Linked DNA regions of Sus scrofa: region 2 is linked to region 1. Evidence: chromatin contacts called from public HiChIP or PLAC-seq data. All regions are on one chromosome and are shown on one strand. Each heading gives the region's core, a stretch centred on a gene start, on an enhancer-like site or on the middle of the called end of the contact. The rest is flanking DNA. Distances are from core to core; before and after follow the strand shown. Region 1 overlaps SYNE2 (nesprin-2). Region 2 overlaps SYNE2 (nesprin-2).

Evidence for each region. HiChIP or PLAC-seq counts read pairs in DNA pulled down with a chosen protein or histone mark.
Region 2: a contact with region 1 is called in an H3K27ac HiChIP or PLAC-seq map of skeletal muscle. The contact joins two enhancer-like sites. A contact is called at or near these places in 8 of 47 Hi-C or Micro-C datasets (embryonic fibroblasts, fetal heart ventricle, heart right ventricle and 2 more) and 1 of 2 datasets of contacts at active chromatin or transcription factors (skeletal muscle).

Annotation. Positions count from the first base shown.
Region 1 is chr1:193,912,140-193,920,102 of Sscrofa11.1, reverse strand. It overlaps SYNE2 (nesprin-2), which reads left to right. Exons shown (of 117, transcript XM_021074116.1): 110 at 174-288; 111 at 1,277-1,479; 112 at 2,456-2,656; 113 at 3,858-3,986; 114 at 5,095-5,286; 115 at 6,286-6,369; 116 at 6,825-6,871; 117 at 7,116-7,963. The coding sequence ends at 7,428. Among named protein-coding and RNA genes, the nearest start is that of ESR2, 72 kb to the right of the region's middle. Within about 2 kb of position 2,617, at least 14 of the 83 cell types and tissues checked have an H3K27ac peak or open chromatin away from gene starts, as enhancers often do. A contact at or near this core is called in skeletal muscle, where this site is marked.
Region 2 is chr1:194,010,961-194,018,923 of Sscrofa11.1, reverse strand. SYNE2 (nesprin-2) reads left to right here. Exons shown (of 117, transcript XM_021074116.1): 67 at 1,024-1,254; 68 at 5,343-5,525; 69 at 6,583-6,711; 70 at 7,525-7,646; 71 at 7,801-7,942. It overlaps LOC106509133 (a long non-coding RNA gene), which reads right to left and starts at 1,249. Exons shown (of 2, transcript XR_001306433.2): 1 at 719-1,249. Within about 2 kb of position 4,308, at least 6 of the 83 cell types and tissues checked have an H3K27ac peak or open chromatin away from gene starts, as enhancers often do. A contact at or near this core is called in skeletal muscle, where this site is marked.

The DNA of each region.
Region 1 (7,963 bases), core at 1,368-3,867:
ACTGTGTTTTTCCCTTTACATGCATACCTGTGATAAATTTAATTTATAAACAAGGCATGGTAACAGATGGACAACAATAACTGGTAATATAATAGAACATTTATACCAATAAACTATTAAATGTTAAGTGAAAAAAATGTATAGATGGTAACATAAAAAGTGTTCCCATCTAGGTAAAGCTGCTGCTGTCCCCAGTCACCGGTGGTGGCAGAGAGGATCCAAGAGCCCTGAATGGCAACCCCCGGCAGGAAGATGAGGGCTTGGCTCCCCTCACCAGGCAGCAGTCAGGTACGGCGAAATCAGGCAGTTGGTATAGAGGTAGACTGAGTTTTGGGCTAGCTGGGCATTTACTTTAAGTCATGGCTCAATGGAACATTAATTAGGAATGGACTGTGTTACTCACCAAAACTGCTGAACTGGGCCTATGGCAGCCAATGTCATTTTAGAATCAGCTGACTTGTATTTATGGACAAATGCCTAGGCTGTTCACTTTACTTCGGAAACTATTCCTTAAATATTGATAAATTGAGCCTCATGTGATGAAGGGCCTGTTTTCACCTGTGTGACCTCACTTGTATGTAAAGATCAGATGTGAAGAAAATAAAGAGTTGTATTGGGCATCTCCTTGGGAGACCCTAAAGGCAATGACTCAGCTGAGCCTAAAGTCATACTCGTTGCATTGACCTGATCATTCACAGACACAAGGAGAAAGCCCCTCAAAACAGGAAGGGAGTTCCCTTTATGGCACAGCTGAAACGAATCCGACTGGTATCCATGAGGATGCAGGTTTGATCCCTAGCTTCGCTCAGTGCATCAGGGATCTGGCATTGCTGTGTGCGGTGGTAGGTCGCAGACATGGCTCAGATCCTGCATTGATGTGGCTGGCAGCTGTAACTCCAGTTCAACCCCTAACCTGAGAACTTCCATATGTTGTGGGTGCGGCCCTAAGGGGGAAAAAAAAAAGAAAGGAAAAAAAAAAAACCAGCAGGAACTGGAGCACCATATGGGGAGTACAGCACCTGTTGGCAACATGTTGGGCCTCCTAGCTGCCCCCCACCTGGTTCCAGCCTTTGTTGGGAATGCAGCGGCCCCAGCCTTGAACCAGAGTGAGGGCAACATGCTGTTCCACAACCAAGGGAAGTTGATAGCCTCCAAACCCCGGGCCTCTTGGAACCAGCATCCCTGATGGGTTTTATCACTGTGACCCTGAATTAGGTGGAAGCAGAGAAATCTACTTGCGTGATTGCTTCTTTTTGTTGGCGGCTTGTTATTCCAGGTGACTTTGATAGATGGGAGCTGATCCAAGCACAAGAACTTCACAAGAAACTCAGAATAAAGCAAAACTTGCAGCAGCTTAACTCCAGTATCAGCGACATTACCACTTGGCTGGAAAAAACTGAAGCAGAGTTGGAGACATTAAAGTTGGCAGAGCCTCCCTCTGATATGCAGGAGATAGAACTCCGAGTGAAGAGGCTGAAGGTGAGTGAGGGCGGGTGTAAGTGCTGGTGGTGCTGGTGAGCACGTCTGATCTGTTAGTGGCATCAGGGTCGACTGGGGCATGGTGTGTGTACCAGTCCATCTCCTCTGTTTCATGTCTGTAACTGGCAGAGACACGGATGCAGGCTTGTGTTTTCTTCAGAGGCGCACCTGCAGATGATCCCAAAGCCCAGAGCAGTGCTGGGGAGGTGTGGCTCTGCTCTGACCTCAGAGGTGCCTCAAGACTCTTCTGGAGGCACTAGCGGCAATGGGCAGGCCGCTTAAAACACCCTTCCAAATGTGTACAGGCAGGAGCAGGGGTGGCACATTTGGGGTGGGGGAGTAGGACAGCTCACCTATTGATGAGTTCAGTGGCCTGAGATGGTTACTCTGCTACCCAGTTAGGCTCTGTCACCCACACAGTCAGCCCTTGCCCCATTGGAACTGACGGGCCATGGTGGGTGGGGGTGCACCTTGAGCCTACACTTTGTGGGTGCTCAGAACATGAGCCCGGGCTCCTGGGAGAACCCAGGGAAGGGGTTAGGGGTATCCAGGCCATCTTCACGCACGTACTACTGTTTTACTTTGTGCTTACCCTTCATCCTAAAGAATGGCACTTCTGGGACATTAGGGGCAAATTTAGGATAACGGTGCTTTACCCAGAAGACTTTTAATCTGATTCGGAAATGTCATCATGAAGCCAACTGGAGGTCAGCAGGGTCTGTTCATGCCCCCAGTATAGCCAGTCCTCCAGGAGTCAGGCCTCCATTCTCAGTCCGTCAGCTGCCCAGCCAAGCTGGTGACCTTGTAAGGCAGCTCCCTCCCCTGATGCTCCCCAGCCAGTCACAGGCGACGTCACCCTCGTATCTGGGGCTGTGGCTTGGAGAAGGATTTGGAAGATCCATTCCCCACTGAGGTTCAAAATGATCCTCATCCCTGTTTTGAGAGCACCTCACCCAGTCTCTTCTCTCTTCCATAGGAGATAGTAAAAGCCTTTAACACCCACAAGGCTTTGCTGGTCTCTGTCAATGTGAGCAGCAAGGAATTTCTGCAGACCGAGAGTGCCGACTCCAAAGAGCTCCAAGATCGAGTCAGCCAGCTGAGCCTGCGCTGGGACGCGGCCCAGGAGGCGGTGGAGAGCTGGAGGGAGGGCTTACGACAGTCGCTCATGCAGTGCCAGGTATGCCAGCTCAGCACCCGGAGGCCCCACAGCCAGGCCCACGTGGGTGGGAGAGGCAGATATTTTTATCAACATCGGGCCACTTGGATGCAGCCAAATATGGCTCATATTAGGAAGCATGTGCTCCCCATCTGTTTCCAGAGGCCCACCTACTGTCTCAGAGACCTGCTTCTTGCCCTGCATTTGTTTCCCACCCAGGTGCAGACCTGCTCATAGTGAGAGGGTGCCAGCTAGCTCCTTGGGAGGCTGGAGATGTCACATCAATATCGCCCCCCCCCCCAATCTATCCTTCCGCCAGGAAGGCTAGATAGCAGAGTGACTGAGCAATCTTGCCCTGGAACAGGGAGCAGTTGAACCCAGCTCTGCAGCTAAATTTAATAGCTGTGAGGCTGTGGGCCAATCACTGAACATTTCAGACTCAGTTTTCTTATCTGAAGATGGGAATAATTCCAGTGCCTGCTTCACAGGATTCTTTTTGGGACCACATTCTGTAACCTTGACCCAGCTCCTGACACATAGTAAATGCCCAGCCCAGGTTAGCTCTGATTCCATCTTCAAGATCGTGAGCCCATGAGCAGCCTGTTTTGTCAGGGTGTCTCGCGTGACCATTGAATTAGCAAATTTGTGGAATAATTTGTGTGGGCCCTACGTGATGTCAGGTGGAGCATTCTGAAGCCCACCTTTCTGCCAGCACTTTTCACTTGAGAGAACCCTTCTTGCGCGTCCTGGGTCTATGCCCAGCATGTTCTCCTTTTCTGATGTCCTTTGTTTGGGGCCTGGCATTTAGTTTAACTCTGGCCCTTTTATTCACTGGATAAAGACCAGAAGAGCAGACGATGATGATGGATTAGAAGCAGCAAGCTGCTTCCCAGCACACCTGCCCTCATAGTTCTAAGAGCAAAGCAACCATTTCTTTTTTTTTTTTTTTTTTTTTGTCCTTTTGCCTTTTCTAGGGCCACTCCTGTGGCATATGGAGATTCCCAGGCTAGGGGTCCAATCAGAGCTGTAGCCACCGGCCTACACCAGAGCCACAGCAACACAGAGTCCAAGCTGCGTCTGCAACCTACACCACAGCTCAGGGCAATGCTGGATCCTTAACCCACTGAGCAAGGCCAGGGATTGAACCGCAACCTCATGGTTCCTAGTCGGAGTCCTTAACCACTGAGCCATGACAGGAACTCCCCATGTCTTTGTTTTTAAGGATTTCCACCACTTGAGTCAAAATCTGCTGCTGTGGTTAGCGAGTGCCGAGAGCCAGAGGCAGAAGGCTCACATCCGTGACCCAGAGGCGAACCATCAGGCTCTCCTGGTGTGTCGGGAAGAACTCACGGTAGGTTACACTGCCAGGGTCCTGCGCTACAACTGGGCTGCTCAGGAGGTCAGTACTTGGGTGCCCTCACCTGGCCTTCCTGAAAATAGCGCTCTGAGGGTGTTCTGGTCCTCGTGTTCCTGGTGGTGGCTGCTGAGGATCCTTTGCAGTTCTCATGCGGAATGATGCAGGAGTGAAAAGCTGTGGTCCAGAGCAGGAAGTCTTCAAGACTCAGGAACTGGGGGTCTAGGTGTTCAGCAGTATCCTGTAAATACAGCTATTTTGGGGGGAATCCGGATGTTCAGTTGCCCCACAGCCAGGAGGACAGCTGTATGAGTTTCTATATCCACATGGCACAGACTTTCTTCTGGGAGGGTAGTTGTGCTTTCATATATTTATTTCACCAACAAGCCAACATGAGACATATATTCTCATGTGCACTCAAGGTGACATTTTTATTCACGTATTTTATATCTGGTTTAATTTTAAATATTTTAAATTTAATCAAAGCGCTGGACATTGTTTAAAACATGTGTTTTTGTACTAAAATCTTTGTAAAGCCCCACAATCCAGAGCAGCTCTAATGGAACTTTGTGCAGCGATGGAAATGTTCCCCATCTGCACTGTTCACCGTGACAGCCACCAGCCACAGGTAGCAACTGAGCACTTGAAATGTGGCTCTTGTGACCAGAACTGAGCTTTTAATACTATGTGTATGTGGTCCAGTGGCCATCAGATTAAACATCAAGCAAGACAATAAAGCGGACTCACCCACTACCTCTGTATTTCTAAATGGTTTCCGTAAAGCTGTGCTTTCCCAAGTTATCCACTCCAGACTTTCCCTTGGCTTCCTGCCATGGTGGATGAGGGCTCAGTCTTCTCATATCACCCCTCACTCCTCTCCTCTACTTCCTCCAGCACTGCAGTTGCCTCCAGAACAAGAAGGAATGAAAAGTAAGTCAGGTATAAGCTAAGTGATGCCAAGTCCAAGGACAGAAAGGCAGGTAGGAGGAGAAGGTGGTTCTGGAGTTGAGTTCATCCTGGACCTTTCCTGGCACTGAGGAAGCTTCTTCCAGCCACACTATCTTCCCTTTCAGTAAGCAATTATTTTACACTTCTGTATTTTTAGCAACTGGAAAAGGAGCTTGTGGCACGTCAACCTCAAGTAAGTTCCTTACGAGAGATTTCCAACAGCCTGCTTACCAAGGGGCATGGGGAAGACTACATTGAGGCTGAAGAGAAGGTCCATGTGATTGAGAAGAAATTCAAACAGTTATTGGAGCAAGTGTCCCAGGACTTAATGTCCCTGGAGGGGAGCCAGGTGAGTCCCCTTGTGGCGTTTATTTTTGTCTTTTTAGGGCCACACCTGCGGCATATGGAGGTTCCCAGGCTAGGGGTCTGATTGGCGCTGTAGCTGCTGGCGTACACCACGGCCACAGCAACATCAGATCCGAACCGTGTCTGCAACCTGCACCATAACTCATGGCAATGCCAGATCCTTAACCCATTGAGCGAGGCCAGGGATTGAACTCTCAACCTCATGGTTCCTTATCGGATTTGTTACCGCTGTGCCACTACGGGAACTCCCCCTTTGTGGCTTTTAAATATGAAGATGTCCTTGTGGAGGCAAATGGGAGAGTGGTGCTGCAGCCTTGCTAGCGGAGGGAGGCTGCATGCACGTGGCCCCAGTGGGGTTGTGCCCCTTTCTAGCTGTGTGTGTCGTGGCCATGACAAGTGACCAAAGCTCTTGGAAGCCGTGCTGTCACTTGTAAGAGGGAACCAACAACAGTACCCATCAACATGGCTAGGGTCATGAAAGACAGGCCAGGTCCCTCTGTGTCTTCACTTTTCTCACGGGACAGTCCCCTCGTCCTCTCCTTGACCTGGTGGGTCTCTTCTGACCACTCTCATAGGTCTACCTTCTTCTCTAAAATGTGCTCCAGCTCAGAACAGCAGACTCCACAGGTATCTCTCGGTCTGGCCCCTTCCCACTGGAGTACACATGTCCGGCCACGTGATGGTGTCACCTCCAGCCAGCTCGCTGTCACACTGTTTCTGTTTCCCTGCTGCTGCCAAACTCATCCCCCCATAACCAATGTGGGGTGCAGGTGGCCAGCCTCTCCTTGTTTATCTCCCCTTGACGGTGAGAAAGGCTCTCTGGGAGGGGATGAGCACAGAAGGAAGACACCCTCCCTCAAGAAGCTCAGGGTTGGGAGAGGGCAGTGGAATGATGAAGAGCCTGCAGGAGGCATGTTTTTATGCTCTTGAGACTGTTCAGAGTCTGCTTCCACAAACTCAATTCTCGGGGTGTGGATTTCAGAACCTGGGCTCATCCCTGCCTAGCTTGGATGAGGCCAACCCTGAAGAGCCTGTAGCAGCATCGTCACCAGCATCTGAAGCCAAGGTGAGCGCCCTTCTGCCAGGGGACAGCACTATTACACCTCAGTCACTGAGATGCCTGATAGCACGGATCTGTTCAACCTGCTAGTCTGTTGATGGGCTTGCTCCAAAAATTTTAATGCACTTGTAAAGACCCAGCTCCAAGGCTGTCTTCTGCTCAGCACTCTTTCTTGGGACAGTGTGGGGGAGGGAGGATGGAAGCCCTTCCCACAGTGCTCAAGGGGCCTCCTGATCTCTCCGTCAGCAACAGGCCAGCAGGCTGGAAGGTGAAAGTCTCAACAGTTAAGCCCAGTGCTTTCTGCGCTCCTTGGGTGTAATCTCAGGTGTAAGCGCTCTAGTCTCGAAAGCTTGGCAGGAAACCACCTCAGGAAGGTGTCTGATTTAAGAAGGAAGAATGTTTTATCATTTGCAGAACTAAGCTATTTTCAGTTTACTAACTGGGTTATTTTTACACTGCAGCTCAGAGCAGAGAGAACTAGAAGAGACAAGAACAGGACAGACAGCAGGTAACAGCATCCCTGGTCCACTCTTACCTCAGTGCCTTTGCCAAGGCCTCTGACAAGGTCTTGGGAGAAGCTGGCTTTCTTCTCTGTGGAGGGGCAGGCTTCTCTTCTACAGCTGAACCCTGGCTGTGGGCTGCATTTTAACCTCAGGCCCTGGGCCAGCTGTCTTGACACAGCAGGGGGCAGGTGACGGGAGTGGGTTTTGCCCTGGGAACCTGCGCTCACCCTGGCCCTCCTGTGTCGGCAGGGTGCCCAGCTCCACCCACCCCAACAGCTCGAGGGCCCCACGCTCCTTCCTCTCGAGGGTGATCTGGGCGGCGCTGCCCCTCCAGCTGCTGCTTCTGCTGCTGCTGCTCCTGGCCTGCCTGCTGCCCGCCTCCGTGGAGGACTACAGCTGCACTCAGGCCAATAACTTTGCCAGGTCCTTCTACCCCATGCTGAGGTATACCAACGGGCCGCCCCCACGTAGAGGCCCAGCCCGCAGCCCTGGACCAGTCTGTGAGGGACCTGAGCGCTGGTCCAGGGACCTGCCTCCTACGGACACCTCCCTCTGGCAGTGACCAGGGAGCTCTCTCAGGACTCGGGGCAGGGGATCTGGGCACACTCACCCCAGCAGTTCAGCAAAGCTAGGTGCTTGGTTTTGGGACTCGGGAAACTACAGTTTTGAAGACCAAGTGCTTTGTCAACCTGTTGTCAGACCATGTTATTAAAATACGGTGAATATGGTCAGTGGACAGTAGTATGCATTGAAGAATATATATGACAGAGAGAAGCAGATTCTGCATTAGAAATGGTTCAGAAACTCCCCTGCACCCTTGGCTGATTGAAACAATCATATTTAAAATATTTAGAATTAATTTGACTCCAATCAGCTAGCAGTCTTGAGCTACAGGTTATAAAACCAAAATATTCTGTTCAGTACTTAGGTCTGCTCTTTTGTATTGCTTTAAATTTTTAAAGAATTATATTGCATGGATGTGGTTATTTGTGCATATTTTTTAACAATGCAGAATCTGTATGAATAATGTAAACTTTGATTTTTTAAAAAACAGATTTTAGCTTGAGCTTTTGACTAATGTACAGAAAATGCCAAAC
Region 2 (7,963 bases), core at 3,059-5,558, 97 kb before region 1:
ATAAAAAAATATTTATTGAGATCACTAATTTTGTAGTGCAAAACACAAATCCTTATTCTTAAAGAAATCCTCCAGAAGGGTTGATCTTACACTTTCACTAGTCTGGAAAAGGATGTGGGAAGCAAACATATCTCTATCAGTTCATCTTTTGCCTTCAAATTGAAAGTATTTATTATGTATTTACTAGAATACTTTCACTTGGTACCTGGGGGAAATTTTTGGGGGGGTAGATAAGCAAGCTAGTTGTTTCAATATAGGAAGAACACACACATCATACTTTCTTTATACTGTTCTATAAGCATCTAGTCCTTAACAATATTTGAGTATCTAGAACGTGAAAAGTAGTTTTAGGGACTCTCACTGAAGAATAGGAGGAAAGTTTCCAAATTATCCCCCTGAAGCTTATAACTTGACTCTGGCTATTTTTAATAGGGAGAAGTTTTGGTAAATAATACAGGGGTGGGGGGCAGGTGGAGGGCTGGGGGGAAGCTAAAATATTCTATAATCTAAGTTCTTGAGAAGATGTGACATTTTAAGTGTGAGATAGATTTCCCTGTGACCCCACCTGTATGTAAAGCTCTGTTTTTTCCCTTTGAACGGAGCACACAGCAATGTAAGCGTTGCTTAATCATGTGTCACGCAACTTTCAACACCAGCCAATTCGCTGAAATGTTTCAGACACACACACCCACATGCACACCCTCTCGCTCACACTCACCTGTCTCCTGGGGCCGCCGTTTAATGAACTACGAGCACGTTTGCTTCCTCTGTGCCTGGGAACTCTGTACCTGTGTACACGCAGGTCGGCTGCTTGGAAACCTGGGGCGTCAGGTCACGTGACTGTTGCTATGCCTGTGGAGGTGCCTTTTTCTTTTCTTTCTTTCCTTCTTACTTCTGCCCTTATTTATTTATTTTCGCTTAAGTGGGGGAAATGCTGAAAGGTCACAGGTCCTTGCAAATCCAAATCTGAACATTTTGGACTCCTGGCTTTTCACTGCTGGATTATCTTTGGATTTATCATAGGGTGCCACACCTCCCATCAAGGCTGCAGCACCGGGGTTTTCTGCCGAACAAGGAGCTTTGGAGGCCACAGTGGAGAAAGCGAGGCCTGAGCCTGCGGAAGTCCTCCATGTCTGCAAGAACCAGGTTGCTGAGCTGGAGCTGTGGCTGCACCAAGCCAACGTGGCATTTGAGCCGGAAACATTAAACGCAGACATGCAACAGGTGGTGGAACAGCAGCTGGTAGGGTGCCAGGTAAGGCTGATGGGCCCGAGTTCATGGCCTTCCAAGAGTGGGGCAATTTCTCTTAAAGCAACAGCGTGATTCTTCCTGTTCCTCAGACTGCTGTGTTTATCTCAGCCTCAACTTAGTAACTGCAGGATAATTCTTTGAAATAGTTTATGTAAACAGAGTATTTGGGGAGACAGTAGGGGGTAAGAGCACAGAATCTAATTCACATCCAGCTCTGTCATGTTGACTGTGGACTGGGGTCAGTAAACTTTTCACCTCTTTACTCTCATGTGTAGGTTATCTCTTAAGACTGTCAGGATTAAATGAAGTATATAAATCAGTGTTTTGTATATAAAGAAGGTATAAAGTGCTCAGTAAATACTCTTATTTTAGTCATAATATTCAGTTCTTTGACTTCTCATTCATCAGAAATGAAACTGGGAGTTCCCGTTGTGGCTCAGTGGTTAACCAACCCGACTGGCATTCATGAGGACGCAGGTTCCATCTCTGGCCTCACTCAGTGGGTTGGGGATCTGGCGTTGCTGTGAACTGTGGTGTAGGTCGCAGACATGGCTCAGATCCCATGTTGCTATGGCTCTGGCATAGGCTGGTGGCTACGGCTCCTATTCGACCCCTAGCCTGGGAACCTCAAAAAAAGAAATGAAACTGAATATCCCTGATCTGCAAGATTGCAGATGCCGCAGAAAAGGGCCTTGCTGCCATTTTACTGTGAATGCTCCTGCTCATGCTGGGAGGAGCAACTTCCTTGCTTTTGGTCACTTTGAATAATATTTGCTGGCATAGCCCAAAGGTTAGGATCTCTTTATCCCTTCAGGGACAGGCCAGAGCCAGGACTCCATGCAGCCTAACTGAGTGTCATAGCTGCCCCCAAAGGCACTTAGACCTCCCTTGGCTTGATGTCTACACCTGCTGGGATCATCGCCCAGGGACAAGGGCTTCCTCTCAGAGTACAAATCTCTGACCTGCCCACAGGGAGCTCCGTCCACTATAGGAAGTTACAGGGTGGGGGGAAGACCCACCTTGGCCTGAGGCCACGACTCCTTCCCTTTTTCATTCAGACCCACAGTCTTAACAGCATCTGGCACCTGCCTCATGCGACCCAAGTGAGTAGGCTGACCTTCTGCCCTGGGCAGCTCAGCACTTCTCACCCCAGAAGTCACTCTGAGGCATGGGTTTATTCAGATCCTACCACCACCACATGGCCTAGCTGATGAGATGCAGGGGAGTGTAGAAAAGAGTGTAATATGGCACAGAGCAGCGCTCCTCTGATCTGAACTTGCAGCCTTCCACCTGTTGAGACCCAGGCACTTAAGGCCATCTGAAGTGATCTTCCAATCAATCATCCTTCTGCCTGAGAAGACTCCAAAGCCAGTTAGTTCCTTGATCATCACCCGAATCCCATCTGGCCACTGGTATCAAGTCCAAGGATTTGAGGGCTGCTCTGGGAAAAGACATGGCCACAAGGGGGCGGTAGCACATAGGGAGCTTTTTTCAGCAGCATTTTGGAGGGATCTGGAGGGACTTGGAGGTCTCTCATTGGCAGGAGACCTTCCAGAGGCTTTGGCAAGAGGCTGGTGGGGCCACCACCCACAAGGGGAAGAGACAGGGGGCTCCAGGGGAATGGGGATCCAGAGGGGCTTCTGTGTCTAGGTGATGTCAGGGAGCTCTGAAGGACAGCAGAGGTAGGGCATTAGAGCACCTGCTTGTCTTCACCACAGCTCGCAGAGGTGGGGGTCCAGTTGTGAGTCTGGTACCAGTGAAATATGAGCTAATGTCCTCACCCGCTGTGAAGAAATAAACAACATAAGAGTCAATATATAGGGGCCGACTTTGACTCATTTGCATAACACCTGGCCATACGGTTTAATACTGAAACCTGTAAAAAGCCTTAGAGTGGTCTGTAAAAACACTAAGTTCCCAGAGAAAATCTCCAAAGGATAGGAGCAAAGAGAGCAGTCAAGAAAAAATTATATGCAGTAACTTAATATTTGAAAGGAAATATTCAGCCTTGATTATTAAAGACATATGAGTCAAAACAACTGTTGTTTTGTTCCTACATTACCTTGACAAAAATTATTTCATCCTGGAAAACTCTGGAGAAATAGATTCACTAATGTCTGCCAATTTAGTTAAATGTTGGGGGGAGTTCACTATCGGCAGATAAAATGTGCATCTTTTTAGCCCAATAATCCCATTACTTTAAATTTACCCTCTGAAAATAACCCCAAAAGGAGAAAAATACGCCAGCATTGATTACAAAAGTGAAGAACTGGAGATGGTTTAAAGACTTAATGATAGGAAGGTGAAGAGAATCTGCAATATTCACTTGCAGCTATTAAAATGGGAATCATGAAGCACACGTATGTAGATACATGGAAAAGTATACATTATGGAGAAAGAGCATAATATTACAGTGTACTTTGTTTATAGCCACTCTAAAATCTTTGTGCTCGTATTGTTCATGCTTAGAAGAGTCTATAGATGGAGGATACAAGTAATTTGCTTGGATGGAGATGTTTTAAGTTTGTTACTTGAAAATTTATATTAAGAGTAGAGTATTTCTGCAGTTCCCGTTGTGGTTCAGCGGGTTAAGAACCTGACTAGTATCCATGAGGACGTGAGTTCAATCCCTGGCCTCACTCAGTGGGTTAAGGATCCAGCTTTGCCGTGAGCTGTGGTGTAGGTTGTAGATGTGGCTCGGATCTGGCATTGCTGTGGCTATGGTGTGGGCTGGCAGCTGCATCTCCAATTTGACCCCTAGCCTGGGAACTTCCATATGCTGCTTGTGTGACCCTGAAAAGAAAAAAAACCAACAAAGAAACGAAAACAAAACAAAAAGAATTAAGTATTTAAAGTATTTCCTTAAGTTTCTCCCAAGGACTTAAACTTGCTCTTAGTCACACATGATTTTAGCACAAGTAGTCACATTGCTGGAATGCGAATCTGAACGCTGCTGCTCTACTTGTGTGCCCAGCCAGTTGGGCTACTATGTTGAGGCTACTGAGCCTCAGGAGAGGGCAAACTTGATCTGCTGAGGAGGAAAACAATGACGGTGACTTACTGGGAAACTTACTTCATCCTCCTGATTTATTTTTAGGCCCAGCTATAAGTTGGCCAGCTGTATCAATGACTAAGTGTTTTAGCTTCCTGGTTATGTTTTCTGTGGTCTTCTTCTAATATTTTAGAAGCTTATTTGGCTTGAGAAAGAGCAGGAAAAGAGAATGGGGAAGAATTTTCGAAGGATTCTCTGGAATTCTTTTTTTTTTTTTTTTTAATACCACTCAACACTTGGATTGCAACAGAAAAAGGTTAGAAAGGTGGGGAAATATAATGATAGTTGACACAGACGATGAATCAAGCACTGCCCAAGGTATGTGGATTTAACTCTAGCCTCTCAAAGTGACCCCAGGAGTTAAATTCTGTTATTGTCCCCATTTTACAGATGGCTAGAGGCACAACCACACAATGTAAGGTGCCCGAGTTTTCCCAGCTACTAACTGGCAGGGCTGGGATCTGAACCCAAGTAGTACAGTTCCAGTGTCTGTTCTTAACCACTGTGGGGTACTGGGTACACTCAGCCATATTTTCTAAAAGGAATGTAGAATAACTGGTTTTAGATTATTTAAGAGAGTGACCACTGCAATTTGGGGTTGGTTTGGTTGTCCTGGGATTGAAAACCAGAGGGATTATGTGGAGGGTTTTTTCCCCCCAAAGTCCCTTCCAAACTGTGTTCCCGGTACTTTTTTTTTTTTTTTTTTAGGGCCAAAGTTGCGGCATATGGAAGTTTCCAGGCTAGGGGTCGAATCAGAGCTACAGCTACCAGCCTATGCCACAACAGCGTGGGATCCGAGCCATGTCTGCAACCTAGACCACAGGTCACAACAACCCTGGCTCCTTAACCCACAGTGAGGCCAGGGGTTGAACCTGAATCCTCATGTATACTAGTTGGGTCCGTTACTGCTGAGCCACAGTGGGAACTCCCATGGAGTTCTTCTATCCACTTAGGTAGAGAGTGTAAACCTAACTTATTTTGGGGTGTAATGCTTATTCAGGATTAAAACTATGAATAATTAGATGATTTTATTTCCTAGGCTATGCTGACAGAGATTGAGCACAAGGTTGCCTCTCTGTTAGAGAACTGCAAAGATCAGGGCCTGGGGGATAGCGGGGCCACTCAACAGGAGGCGGAAGCACTTTCCTTGAAACTAAAAACTGTGAAGTGCAATTTGGAAAAAGTTCAGATGATGCTTCAGGAGAAATACAATGAGGAGCAGGTAAAGTATGGCTGTGTACAGATATGTATGTAGACAGACACATGGGTAGATGGACATGTATGTATACGCTCAGATGGATCCATCAGTAAGAACTCTGGATGGAGGTAAGGAAATACCTACAGAGGAATTATTCTAAGTGAGAAAGAATTAAGCCTCAGAAAGCTGTCAGGAATGGCTGCCCTGGATTTTGTTGTTGGTTTCATTTTGCTGTGCAGTTTTTCCATCTAGGTTGTTGTTAGTGATGGTATTGATTGGAGTTGGCTTGACTGGGTAGCTTGTTCTTGCTGATACTGAAGTCCATGCAAGCCTTCCTCATAAAAGAAATATGTATTTTAAATGAATTGTGTGACTCCAATTGACTGGAAAATGAATTCTTTATAGATAAGCTTAAAATTTGACATCAGAAACACAAAAACCTGTTTCCAGGGTACTTTTGTTATTCATTTAAAATATTTATATATACTGATCAAAGTACCATACAGTTAAAGTGTTCTAGTGACTTTTAAAAGCATTCTGTGTATATAAATGCAAATATGCTCTATGAGTAGGATCTTACTATGTAAGATTTACATCTCTACTTATAAGATGATGGTTTCTACTTACAGGACTTGCATTCACAGAAATAAGATCAGCTTCAGCTACACCGGCTATATGGAATCCCTTTTATCCTCATATGTTCTCTCTCTTTAAAAAATATCTACTAATGTATGATAAATGTCTACTTTAGACATAGGGGAAATTTGAGTTCAAAAGCATAATACTATGTCTGTTTTCTTCATTTTGCTCTAAGAAAAAAGGGCAATGGATTTCCTGGCTTTTAGTAATTTATAGGAGGAATTAAGTTGAGAAAATGATAAAATGATCACGTCATCAACTGTAGTGGGTTTTGGAGTTCTTATGAAATAAATACATTAAATCGTAGTATGTAATTACTATAATTAACAGAATATAATCATTTAATTCCTGTGAAATGTTCCATTTTGTAGTCTTACTGGATTTGAAATAAAGTGGGTCACCATTGTAAATAAATAGCCTGCCGTCATAAAATGTTTTGCAGAATTCTACCATTCTAAAGAAATCTTCAGAGCATCAGAAAGTTCTCCAACCAGATAACCTTTCTGAATTTGAATCTATTGTAACTGAAAGGCCACAATTCAGCAGACAAAAAGATTTCCAACAACAACAGGTAATTTCAGCCCAACAGTTATAAGGATAAGAATAAAGGTTTCTACATGGAATTTCCCATTGAAATAAAAACTGACCAGCCATGGGAGTGTTTTCTTATGTGACTTCATAGAAAGTTTAATGTGTGGGTGTGCAGCACCTCGGGGTTTTGAGTGTTTGCTACAGCACCTACTTTGTTTTCATCTACTACATCTGGGGACACTTGAACTTGTGTGTGTGGCTGCTTTAACAACTTGCATCTTTTTTAGGGCTGCACCCGCAGCATATGGAGATTCCCAGGCTAGGGGATCTAATTGGAGCTGTTGCCACCGGCCTACACCGGAGCCACAGCAACTCCAGATCTGAGCTGCTTCTGCGACCCACACCACAGCTCACGGCAACGCTGGATCCTTAACCCACTGAGCGAGGCCAGGGATTGAACCCAAAACCTCATGGTTCCTAGTTGGATTCGTTTCCGCTGCGCGATGACAGGAACTCCATTAACTTGCACTTACACCGCACTAAGCAAATGTCTTCAGAGTAAACTTAACCTCTGTAACTCCAACACTTCTTTCCCTATTGTTTCAAAATATATTAGTATATTTTTGGTGATTTTCCATGTGTGTAGTATATAGCAAACAATACTTGGTCACTGTAAGACTGTTTTAAATAGTTTTTTGAAAAATAAAAGTTAATGAGAACAAGCAAGCAAGGAAGAGAAGTAAATAATGATTTAGGAAGTGGTTCCAAATCACATGATCCCAACCAAGGAAACCTTTGGGTGCTATTTGAAAACTTTGATTCATTGGACCATTTGAATCCTATTCAATTATAGGTTCTGGAGTTAAAACCAATGGAACGGAATGATTTAATCAAATTCATAGAATTTAATGCTAACAAAATGTGGGTCCAGTATTGCCAACATGCTAAGGATACGACTCAGACATCATCTGTGAGGCAAGTATTTTTAAAGAATTAGACATTATACAGTAGTTTTATGGTTGGGAGAATCAGGAGTGTTTGTTTTACTATCACTTATAAAACATTATCCGAATGTAATAAAATTTGTGTATGATGATTATTCTTTTCACCTTTTGTTTTCCCTTAAAAGCAGTAAAGCATCTAGCCCTGAAAATGATGCTCCAGACTCGGTCTTGTCAGCCCAGGGCCAAAGTGGAGATAAGTGGCAATATTTACATCATGAACTCTCATCAAAGACAAGGCTCCCTCCACCTCAGCCTGTGCAGCCCCAGGTCAGCCTGTGTGCACACAGT